Linked DNA regions of Mus musculus: region 1 is linked to region 2. A link is a contact called in public promoter capture Hi-C data. All regions are on one chromosome and are shown on one strand. The core of a region is the stretch at or near the end of the contact, and the rest is flanking DNA. Distances in the headings are between cores, read along the strand shown.

Evidence for each region. Promoter capture Hi-C pulls out the DNA fragments that hold promoters and counts their contacts.
Region 1: a contact with region 2 is called in a promoter capture Hi-C map of 3T3-L1-derived adipocytes, with 9 times the contacts expected there. The contact joins the promoter of 9130401M01Rik here to the enhancer-like site in region 2. A contact is called at or near these places in 4 of 39 promoter capture datasets (3T3-L1-derived adipocytes, cranial neural crest, embryonic stem cells and 1 more).

What each region holds. Positions count from the first base shown.
Region 1 is chr15:58,032,923-58,035,854 of GRCm38.p6, forward strand. 9130401M01Rik (RIKEN cDNA 9130401M01 gene) reads right to left here and starts at 1,372. Exons shown (of 6, transcript NM_029418.4): 1 at 1,162-1,372. The coding sequence starts at 1,278.
Region 2 is chr15:56,076,549-56,079,438 of GRCm38.p6, forward strand. No RefSeq gene overlaps it. Among named protein-coding and RNA genes, the nearest start is that of Gm46516, 150 kb to the left of the region's middle. Within about 2 kb of position 1,388, at least 42 of the 459 cell types and tissues checked have an H3K27ac peak or open chromatin away from gene starts, as enhancers often do.

The DNA of each region.
Region 1 (2,932 bases), core at 122-2,621, 2.0 Mb after region 2:
GTTTGTCCCCTGACCGCCACACAGTGCCATGGCTCTCTCACCCACACACAAATAAATGAACGTGGTTTTAAAAAATAAAAGTTGTAATGATCACATGTCTATACATGTCAATGACAGATTTAAAAAATAAATAAAAGCACACGGTTTCAACCACAGTGAAGTTATTGGAAATGACATCACCAAGTGCAGTCCAGTGACTCTTAAAGTGCTATCTGCTTTCTTTTAGAGCAATTGAGAGTGAATAGGGACTGACAAAATTGTGCACAAGACGTAGGAAACTGTGATTATGGCGATGGTCCTATTATAAAAATGCTACAAAGGCACACAGAGCACAGGAAATTTTAACTGGAGTCAGGTTTCTGTGCATCCCAGACAAAGATTTGGAGGATCTGAGGACACATCTGTAAGACGACCTCTTCTGATGTAAACCCACTGGACATAAGGTGAGATCCAGATGTAACTACCAAGAAAGAATTAAAAAAAAAGGATGAAAAGCATTCTGCATGCCCAATTTTCCAGCCCCAAAGAAGCATCTCCTATTCTCTTTTACAATAAAACCTGCTGAGGCTGAAGAAAGTCTCTAAATTCTGTTGACTCAGTACAGTTAACATTGTAATAGCTTGGTTGTATTCTGAGAAATACACTTCACTGAGTATCAAGGCTCATCATAAGCGTGCTAAATTAGTGCCTCTCCTTCTACTGGGCCATCACAGTAAGAAAAACTTTGTTCTATTCTTTAAACACTGGGTCACTCGAGACGAGGTATTTGAGCCACCGTTAGGTTCGGCACTCTGCAACCATTTAGTCACATAGCTAGCCATCCCAACTCAACAATAACATATCCAAGTCTCAATACATTACTAGGAAATGATGAAACATAATTAGCTTGGAACTATTTTATTCTTCTAGGCAGCCAGCAGGCCTGCAAGGATGCTACGGCGGAGCACCTGGGCGGGGCTGGAGGCAGGAAGGGGGCGTGTGATGCTAGCCCGGGCCCGCCTGCAGGACACGTGGGTTGAGGGTGGGGGACGGAGACAGACAACCCGAGGGTACAAGAGTGAAGTCGCCGTGCTTGGTTGCAGGGCGGGTGGACAGTGACGGTGGTGGGCCTCGCCGCAGGCCGGCTCCAGAGCGGAGCGGCAAGAGGGGCAGCCGTCTCACCTGCGGCTCGCAGAGCTTGGCGCGGTAGGGGGAGGGCGGCTCGGGCCGGCGCTCCGGCCTCTGCTCGAACACCGAGTCCTCAAATTCGCCGCCCAGCACCCAGCATCCGGTCTCCATCGCGCGGAAGTGCAACTGGACCTCGAAACGAGGCGACACCTAGAGCGACGCCCATCACCCAGCCTCCAAAGCGCGCGACAGCAGCCGCGCCAAGGCTGCCGAGGCAAGGTAGAGTGTAGAGCGGCACCGGCGCGCCGCCCACACGGAAGCGGTGGGTTGTCGGCCGGAGCGTTGCATTCTGGGAGTGGTAGTCTTTCAGCGGCTGGGGATTTCCGTGGTGGAGCAGAAATTCTTGCCTGACTCCAGGGCCTCCTAAACCACCCAACAAAGGTTTTGACCTCTTTGTGTCTAGAGCTGGATAGAGTGAGTTCCTCCTGAGTACCTCGAATAGTCGTGGTCTCTGGAGAGCCAGTTAACTTGGTAAGTATCAGCTTTAAACCACTGACAGTATTCTCCCCATTTTATTTTGCATTTTATTTCTAAAATTTCTTTCCCAATAACTGTGAGAAGAGCCCGGTTATTCTTATCTTGTAAAAGGAGATACTGGGCTTGAAGAAGTCAGGTAACTTGTTCAAAAGCCCAGGGTCTCTGAAGAAGAGACCAGAACTCTTCACGCATTTACTAAAAAAACTAGACATCACAATTTAAAGACTTGGATCAAGGCTAGCAGAATTTTGAGACTTTCAAGAAACGTTTTGACTCTAGAATGTAAAGGTCGTGGACAAAACACTGGCTTGTGTTATAGAGCACTAATGTGGAGCTAGTAATAAAGCTTTTCTATTTGCCCTCACACTTGCTCCTCTTCCACCAGTTGCTTCCAGGGTTTTTCCTTCAGCCCTATTTTCTACTCTACAGACTCGTACAGGGCAACCCAAACCACCTCCCCGGATTTCAAAATTCATCTGCCCTTGGCTCACCAAATGTGGAACTCAGTGCATATTCAATAGCCTCATTGGAAGAGTCCACGCAGGGAGCCTCCAGGCAGTAGCTACTGTGGGATCCATCCAGAGAAGTTCTTTTTTAATACCTGGGGTTTTTGTTTTGTTTTCTCATCAGAAATGCAATACTTCTTATTAAGAAAAATTCAGATATTATAGAGAATTATAAGAAAAGTTCCTAATATCACCAGGAAAAAAATAATGTCCTAAAAAGGGCTATACTTGCCCTAATCCCAGTATGCCCTGTCTATGCCCAGAACTGTGTCAGCACAGTACTGAAGGACTGCAAGAGCCACGTGTGTGTGGCTCTGTTGCCTTGGCTCGCTAGCTGTGTGACCCAGTCTATAAAATGGGTATTGATTAAAATAAGGCACACAAAGCTTTAGAGGTGAAAGGGGTGTCATGGGTGTATTCAAGATCTCTGCTCCAGGAGCGGAGGAAGAGCAGAGCAAAGGCGGGCAAGGAGGAGTTCTTCCAGCTTTTTCTTTATGAAAGATATTTGATCTCAGAATGTCTTCCCTCCTGCTCAGGCCTGCTAGCTCTAGCCTCCTGCCCAACAACTGAACCAGAGCGTGTGCTAAAATGGCAGCAGTTGTTTAAGGGCTGCACGTGGGGAAGTGATAGCTCTTTGCCCTTTGCACTCAAGATTCCTGGGCTCAGTAGTTTCCAACCTTTTGCTAAAAGAACCTCCTTGCTTACTCTACTCCCACAGTCATGGCAGATTTGTCTACAAAAAGAAAGCTATGTCTATTGACTAGTAATTGTTTACCTTTCAT
Region 2 (2,890 bases), core at 138-2,637:
TGTATGTATGTATGTATGTATGTATGTATGTATGTATGTAGAAAGGAGGGAGGAAGAAAGGAAGCTAGGAGAAAAGGGAGCTAAAAAACTCTGCAAAGTTGTCTAAGGTACATAGATGCATTTATTATTAAAGTGCTCTTGGTGGAGTGGGAGCCTAGCCTATCTTCAGGGACCACATTGTTAGTACATCCTTAAGTTAGCTTTATTAAACTAAGAAAAATTGAGCTTATTATGCAGCTGTTTGGTTTCATATAACAGAAACTGACTCTGGTTAACTTATGCAAAGAGGTAATTTATTGGAAGGAATAAAGTTGTTTGTGGACTATAAAGGGGAGTGGAGGACTTGGCCTGCACAGATGTGTGTGTGTGTGTGTGTGTGTGTGTGTTGGAGGCTGTGAGAACAGAGTGTGATTTCCTTACATTAGGAACTGATGAAATACCTTTGCCTTAATACTTTTCTACCTCAGAGAATGAAACCTAACTGTGCCTAATACTTTTCGTAATTCTGCCACAGATCAATATTTTGGGGAGCACATTTGTGTTCCCTGGATATGTCCTATGCTTGTCCTTTGGCTGACAGTGGGCAGAGTGACTCGATTAAAGTTGTAAAATCATGTTTAGACAGGGAAGAGGGAGCTCTCCACAAGGAAATTGCAATTACATTTACATAAGAAGGGCATGATATTGGATGGCAGCTAAGACAAGTCACTGTGCAGGGTCAGACCTGTTTTACATTATAGGAACCAGAGAGGTGGAGTGCTCCAGATGGGAGTTCTAAAATAAAAGCCAATCTGTATTTACATGACCATCCTTTTTGAAATGGATGAAATAGGCAGAGGGGTCCATGATGGTCATTTACAGGGACTACTGAGGTCCAAATTTGGGAAAGATTGGGTGTCTGAGCCTCTATAGTCCAAGACAAAAACAGTTCCAAGTACTCCAGAGACAACAAAGAGAGCAGGAGAAATTGCTGTATTCTTGTTAATGCCCAACTCTTTTTTATCTCAGCAACAGGAAGTCCCTGAAAGTCTCTTACAAAATGAAGGGAAGAAACAAATATGGATTTTTAATGTATTGCCTCTTCTCTGTCTCTGTCTGTTTCTGTCTCTGTTGTCTGTCTCTGTCTGCCTCTGTCTGTTTTTGTCTCACTGTCTCTGTGTTTCTCTGTCTTTGTGTCTGTCTGTCTTTCTCTCTCTCTCTCTCTCCCTCTCTCTCTCTCTCTCTCTCTCTCTCTCTCTGTGTGTGTGTGTGTGTGTGTGTGTGTGTGTGTGTGAGAATACGCGCGTGTATTCTCAAGGGGAGCCGATCCATTAGTAACAGGCAGACATGCCAAAAGCAATAAAGGGGCAGGCTCACTGGGCTAAGCAGGCAGTAGTTACAGGCTTTCCAGGAGAATCTTGCTCATTCATTAATTCTAGCCTTGGAAGGGAGCCAAGCTGTGTGGTTTCACCACAGCAAGGGGCGCGATCCTGATGATTAAATGCCCTTTGTTGCCTTGCATTTAACTTTTTCTAGTAACTCACTTTGAAGAATGGAAAACTGAGTTTTCAATGCTTTGTTGTCTGCTGAAGCTAAAGCTAGCAGTAATTGAAGCCAGCCGAATGAGGAAGGGAATGGTCAAGGTAAATCTTGGAGCACAAAGGAAGTCAAGGGACGGAGCGGTGGCTCAGTGTGTTCTCTATTCCTCTCTTGATGCGAGTGAGATTTTAGCTGCAGCATATTTTTGGAAAATCATGTACCATTTGGAAAATATGCTCCCTTCACCATTCTCTCTGGATTACTTATGCTCTACTGTGTACACAAGACATAGGGCTCGAACAATAAGAATGGCATTGCTGGGGAGATATCGTCATATGTAGCTGTCTATATCACACTGGGTTATCTCACCCCCAAATCCTTTGCTTTGTTTGCATGGCTGACAACTTAAATTATTTAATTAAGTTAACACCTCTGTTTTACCTTGATAGACACGTTTGCATTGTCTTGAGCGAAGGAAATGCTTCTGTTTAGTAATGTTTAAAACATATTAATGAACTAGCTAGATTCAATACCTGGGCTAGTAATTGTTATAAAGGAGGTGATTTATGGATGCTAACTAAAATGAGTAGAAAAATAAGGCCACTTTTTAATCTCCAAATGAAGAGGAAAATTTGAATATAACTTAACAATATTGAGACTAAGTAAATCGTTGAAATAGTCAAGGTTGGAGACTGTGTGAGCAAAGTTCTGTTCTATAAACTATTAAAACATGAAAGATAGTGTACTCGAGCATGGAAAACTACTGAACTTTAGGTTGAAAACCAGACATCATAGACTCCACTTCCTACCCCAAGACCTAGTTATAGCCTTGGCATCTTTAGGCTTATTTTCATGCTTGCTTTAACTTGACTTCTGGGTAGGAGAAGGATAAGGTTCTGAGGAGGTGGTTAGAAATTTCAAAAGGACATTTAGGCTTTATATTTTGCTTGGTGAATGTGTATAATATGTAAAGGAATATGGTAGCTCTGGAACACCATGGCTAATACCTTCTAGCAGGAAGTTGCACATATATATCTATAAATGTATATATGTATACATAGATATATTCTTTTTTAGTTTATTAAAACATAATTATATCATAAATATTAAGGAATTACATTCCTTGTCCAAATATTTCTTATGTCCTCCTGCCTCTTGTCCATAAGAAATTCATGTTTTTTTTAAACTATTATTATTACACATGAAGGCAAATGAATATAAATGTAACCGGTTGGGATCATTTAATGTTGTTTGAATGCATAACTTTTAAGTGCTGAACCTTTTGTCTTGGATTAAAAATTTAAAAGGATCTTTGTAAGGAGTTCTATTACAATATTATTTGTATATCTATTTCCCTATTTTAAGTGCATAA